2 separate regions of the Mus musculus genome follow, and region 1 is linked to region 2. A link is a contact called in public promoter capture Hi-C data. All regions are on one chromosome and are shown on one strand. The core of a region is the stretch at or near the end of the contact, and the rest is flanking DNA. Distances in the headings are between cores, read along the strand shown. Region 1 holds the start of Fxyd2 (FXYD domain-containing ion transport regulator 2). Region 2 overlaps BC049352 (cDNA sequence BC049352).

The links. Promoter capture Hi-C pulls out the DNA fragments that hold promoters and counts their contacts.
Region 1: a contact with region 2 is called in a promoter capture Hi-C map of neutrophils, with 4 times the contacts expected there. The contact joins the promoter of Fxyd2 here to the enhancer-like site in region 2. A contact is called at or near these places in 18 of 39 promoter capture datasets (the 3T3-L1 cell line, the C10 cell line, the HPC-7 cell line and 12 more), 1 of 15 datasets of contacts at CTCF or cohesin (CD8 T cells), 6 of 484 Hi-C or Micro-C datasets (the AML12 cell line, the C3H10T1/2 cell line, Th1 cells and 3 more), 15 of 115 datasets of contacts at active chromatin or transcription factors (the 230-238 cell line, bone marrow-derived dendritic cells, bone marrow-derived macrophages and 11 more) and 4 of 9 other capture datasets (adipose tissue, liver, macrophages and 1 more).

What each region holds. Positions count from the first base shown.
Region 1 is chr9:45,404,748-45,407,447 of GRCm38.p6, forward strand. It overlaps Fxyd2 (FXYD domain-containing ion transport regulator 2), which reads left to right and starts at 1,343. Exons shown (of 6, transcript NM_007503.4): 1 at 1,343-1,419. The coding sequence starts at 1,383.
Region 2 is chr9:45,244,917-45,247,616 of GRCm38.p6, forward strand. The region is part of intron 4 of BC049352 (cDNA sequence BC049352); the gene reads left to right. Among named protein-coding and RNA genes, the nearest start is that of Mir7086, 20 kb to the right of the region's middle. Within about 2 kb of position 1,360, at least 110 of the 459 cell types and tissues checked have an H3K27ac peak or open chromatin away from gene starts, as enhancers often do. A contact at or near this core is called in the 230-238 cell line, CD8 T cells, Th1 cells and 10 more, where this site is marked.

The DNA.
Region 1 (2,700 bases), core at 93-2,592, 160 kb after region 2:
ATATGTATTATGCATGCACTCATCCATCTATCTCTATCTATCTATCTATCTATCTATCTATCTATCTATCTATCTATCTATCATCTATCCATCTATCCATAAATCTATTATCCATCTTGGTATCATTTCTCCATCAACCTATCACTTATATAGCTTGTATGCATGCAGGTATGCATGCAGGTATGTATGTATGTATGTATGTATGTATGTATGTATCTATCTATCTATCTATCTATCTATCTATCTATCTATCATCTATTTCTTGTTTACCTATCACCTGTGTATCTATTTATATATCATCTGCTAGTGTTGGATATTAGCTTCTTGGAGGCCAAGTCGACCATCTGGAACCCAAAGAAGACTGTGGTCTTACAGAATCCACACCATAGTTACCAAGGGGATGGTTACAGTGAGTGCAGGACAGGCTGGGGGTGGGTGGGTGGGTATGGCCATAGCATTTGAGCCCTGGATCTCAAAGGATAGCCATTATTTGTCTTCAACTCTCACTGGATGTTTGACCTTGGGCCTCAGCTTCTCCATACCTCAGATAGCTCATGTCAAGAGAGGAACTAAAGCAAAAGGGAGACAACAGCTAGAAAATGCTTTGTAAGCCCTAAGATCAAGCTGAGCTTCTTCCTGAAAGAGTCATAAGCATATGGTGACAGCCGCAAGAGGGAGTGTTGGGCATCAGGATAGGACATTAGTCAGGGATGGTGGAGGATTTCAGACTGAGGTGTGAGTGGCTAACTGTGGTGGCCTCGGGACCAGGATAAATAAAACAAGTCAGGACAGGCTGTCAGGGACAGCAGTGCTATTGAGGCTGATCCTGCTGGGGACCCAAGATTCACAGGACTGTGGTAAGAAGGGAGCCAGGCCGGGCTCCTTAGGAACACGGCGGGGAGACATGACTGCCCCATGAGAATGTAAGCTGTCACGGTGCTATCCACAGGGCCTTGCAGGAAGCTCTGGAGGCTAAGGGACTTGGAAGTCCCCATCCCGACCCAGGACCCCTATCTATACTTCCCATGTGCCCTTCACCGAGAGTGCATCTTGAAATTCTCACTTCCTCATCTCACTCCCAGCTGCGGCTTCCCCGGCTGATGGAAGAATACTGTTGCTGCCCATCCCAGCCCTGCTCTCTGGAAATTTCCTCTGGGAGGGGCTGGAGACCTCAGGCAGCTCCTCCCTGCCTCTGGCTCCCCCCATACCTCCCCTTGCCTGGGTCAGCAAGAGCCCCTCTGGGGACACTCAGCCTTTCTTGTGACTGGGGTAAATATTACCTGACACTGTTAATATTTAATGCCCCCCCACCTCTGCCCTGGCCACGGCAGACACTGTCCCCATAGTAGAGGCCACAGGAAGACCGTCGTGGAGAAGCCCCGATGGCTGGGGAAATATCAGATCTGTCAGCGAACAGTGGTGAGACTGGCAGGACTCTGCCTGGGACTGGCTCTGGTGGGCAGCTAGACCCCTTCCCTCTCCTGTTCCTTGGAGTTCCCCAGCCAGTGGCTCTCTTAGAAAATTAGCATTCAGAAGGGATCCTCAACCCCACCCCCACAGAAAAAGAGCAGAATAGCAGAAGTTGGAGCATCAGAAGTGTGTGTGTTTATGTGTGTTGTGTGTTTGTGTGTGTGTGTGTGTGTGTGTGTGTGTGTACGTGTGTGTGTACATGTGACTTTGTTCTGGGTGACAGGGTGTTGTTCTGTAGCCCAGGTTGGCCTGGAACTCATATAGCCCAGAATAACCTAAAATTCACTGCATTCTTCCTGCCTCAGCCTTCCACGCCCTGCCCAGTGTGACTTTCTCATCTTGGATGGAGAACTAAGATTTCAAAGTGGTCAGGGGCTGCCGGGGTTGGAGATGGGAGGAGCAGCCCTTTAGCTTAGCCTTCCCCAGAAGGCTTAGGGTCACAAGAAAAGCCCAGCGTTTTGAAATCCACAGACTCAGGCCTGGAGCCCAAGAGGACCCCTGCCGGTCCATAGATGTTGAGTTTTCTGACCTAGAACACTGGTGGAAGAGGGACTCATTAAATGCTTCCTGAAAGGGAAATGGGGGTGGGGTGGGGTTTGGGGTCCTGTCTTGGATCTGGCTGAGGCTGATGCTAGCTCCCCATTTGACCTTGAACATGACGGAAGTGTGGGAAGACTTTCTGCATGGATGCAGAGCCTGGGTCACTGTGGCTTCTCCTTAGATTTTGACCTTTCTGAACAACCCATACCTGAGGTTCACCAGCACTGACCCCCTCTGGCTACTGGAGGGATCTGGACTCACCAGACCCTGCGGCTGGCTGATCACTACAGGGGCACAGTTCAAAGTTGCCTGGGAATTGTTAACTTTTTCATCCCTTTAGAAAAGGCCCCGGACAAGAGGGGCTCCAGCAGGGCAGCAGAGAGTACAGCTGGCATGGAGTGGGGAATGGGGGTGGTGTGTGTGTGTGATTGTAGCTTTGCTGGCCATTGTACTACCAGCTATCCAAGGGTAAGTGCTCTGAGCTCAGGCTGGCAGAGAGCAGAATATCGGCTTCCTTCAGGGTGAAGGAGCCACAGGAGGCAGGGCCAGGGGCAGGCAGCTTGGTCTGAAAAAGTCTTCTTCCTCTATGTCACTTGAAAGGGAGCCTAGCACGTAGACTCATAGTGACGCTTTGCCTGGGTTCAAATCCCAGCTCTGCCCCTTACTCGCTGTGTGGTTGTGGGGTGACTT
Region 2 (2,700 bases), core at 110-2,609:
GGGGAGTCATGTGGTCAGAGGGGTGATTTCAGACATGTTATTTAACATTTCCATCTGTGGCCAACTTCCCTGAAGGTTGAACTAGGGTCTTTACTTTGCCCTTTCAGCGCTGTGTTTGGTTTGGGCCTTTTCCACGCTTCTTCCCTTTTGCTATCTCCCTCTGACTAGTTCTTCCTACAGTGACAAGGCTCAGTGCCCACCACACATGAGCAGAACAATCTAGAAACAGTGTCCCTGTTGTTTAGGCTCCCAACCTGGGGTGCCCACAGTGCCCAGGGTGGGATCTATTTTCCGTCTCTGCTGTCCTGCACCAAGCTGGCCCTATGTGGTAGAAAGCAGAGAGTTATGGAGCCATGGGAGGCGCCTGGTGGAGGCTGACCAAAGCAGCTAAGGACAAGGACTGTAGAACACTTTACCTCCGAAGCCGTGGCTTCTTGCTCTGCCTGTGACCCACTGGACTGAAGGCAGCGGGTACCAGTTTTAGTTCAGCCGGTATTCAGCCGATATTTGGTATAAAGCAGTTCCATCCAGAGATGCTTCACTCCTTGAAGCAGTAGTAAATGGAGAAAGCCTTAAGGAGCCTGTGTTGGTCAGGCCTGTCACTGGATCAACCAGCCCCAGTTCTAAGCTAAAAGATGCTGAGGCCAAAACAGAGACAGGAAGGGGAGGGCTGGCCATTATTTTTCTGTCCTTCCCCTCATTTTTGCTGAGGCCCCTGTGTTTTGTGTTTCTTATTTTGCTTCTTGTTCTCTCTTTGGCCTATAGCAGACTGTGGAGGAAGGAATGCTCCAGGCCTGGCGGATCCTTCCTGCTTCCTGCCAGGGGTGGGAGTCTTTTTCTTCCCAGCTCAGTGGGCCTTGGACACAGCACACCAAGCCTTAGGATTTGGAAGCCTTTGACTGGGGTTTCTTCCCTGAGCTGTTGAGTATGAAGAGGGACTCTTCATGGCTTTGGACCTCTCCCCCTTTCTCAGAGAACTCTTGGATGTGATGGAGAAAGAGAATACTCTTGCCTTTGGCTTCCTTCTTCCTTGGATACCCAGCTCTGCAAGCTGGACCCCACTTCTGAACTCACAGGTTCTGTGATCCCAATAACACCTGTAACTCTGCCCTGGTTGGCATGGCCTGTAGGACCCACTGGGTCCCCTGGGAATGCTCAGGACTCAGGAGACTTGTTGGATACTTGAAAAGAGAATGAGCCTTGAACCCCAGGTAGGCTTGGGCCCAGGTTGTGTGGCTTCAGGTGAGGACAGGGACATCTGCTGAGGATGGGAGAATAGTGGGTATTTCCCATGCTCAGAAGCAGAAGCGAGAGCACATTGCTTCCTCTTTCTGAGGCCACTGACGTGCTCCGTGTCCCTTCCGCACCCCCTTGCTTTCCTTACTTCCGCAGGCCCATGGTGAAGCAGTTTTCTTCACTCCAGACAGTGGCTACACCCTAGGAGTGAAGGGGCAGATTACAGCTTTCTCAGACTAACTAGAAACCAAGCAACAGGCCGCTAAGGCTGGGCACTGACTGGGCACTCCAATCCTTGGCTGTACTAGGGCCTACCCATTGCTCCTCTACCCTTCATCCCATCTCCTGCTCCATCCCACTGGAGAGCCTGCTGTGCCAAGGGCTACTAGCTACAGTTTCTATATTACCCTGTTCCTCTAAATGTCCTTCCCAGGGCTGTGCCCAACCTGGAATGTCCTCTTCTCCTGCACCCACAATCCTGTCCATGCCCAAACACTGTGAATTTTATGTCCCGTCTTTCCTGACACTCACCTCAGGACTCAAGACACCATTTTTTGTTTTGGTTTGTTTTGGTTTGGTTTGTTTTGTTTTGGTTCTTTTGAGACAGGGTTTCTCTGTGTAGTCCTGGCTGTCCTGGAACTCACTCTGTAGACAGGCTGGCCTCGAACTCAGAAATCCACCTGCCTCTGCCTCCCAAGTGCTGGGATTAAAGGCGTCTGCCACCACTGCCTGGCTGACACCATTCATTTTGACCCCCATGTAGATAGCAGGTTTCCTCCACATATCCTGTTCCCCAACCTGGAAGAGCTAAGGGGCAGCAGCTCTCTGATCCCCAGCTTCCAAGATACTGGCTCTTCCCTCCAGTGAGCTGCTAATCGCCCCACAGTGATGGATGGGGCTTTCAGGGCTCAGGCCTCCCAGGCTTGATCTCAGCTCTGAGCTTCTGCCTTGCCCACTTCCCAGTCCTTGTTTACTTTTATTCTCTGATCTCCAAGTCATCCCTTCCTGCCACTCTTCCTCCTGGCTCACAGTTCACATTTCCCAGGAGCCTTCTTCAAGACTTATGTCCCTTGTTCTCATCTGATTTTACTTAGAAACACTCTCTGGCTCACACATCTTCATTCATTTTCTCTGCTCCTCCAGGTACTGGGCTGTCTCCATGGGGAATCCAGTATCTCTGGAGATTAACCTGATCTCTCCTTTCTCACAAGCATTTCTAGCAGGCCAAGTTGGGCTTTACATCTCTTCTAAGTCCCCTGTTGTGCCTTACATACACTTAGGTGTACATGTATGTGTTCACGTAGGCAGGAACTACTCAGGAAACTAAGCAAAAGGATTCTTCATCCTCTTGAGGGCATCTTGCTCCAAGCCTGGTTCATGCCTGCTGCTCTCAAAACCAACACTTGTCATCTTTCCTCCTTCCCCCTCCTTAGCCACACCCTCCCATGCTTGTGGTGTGATCAG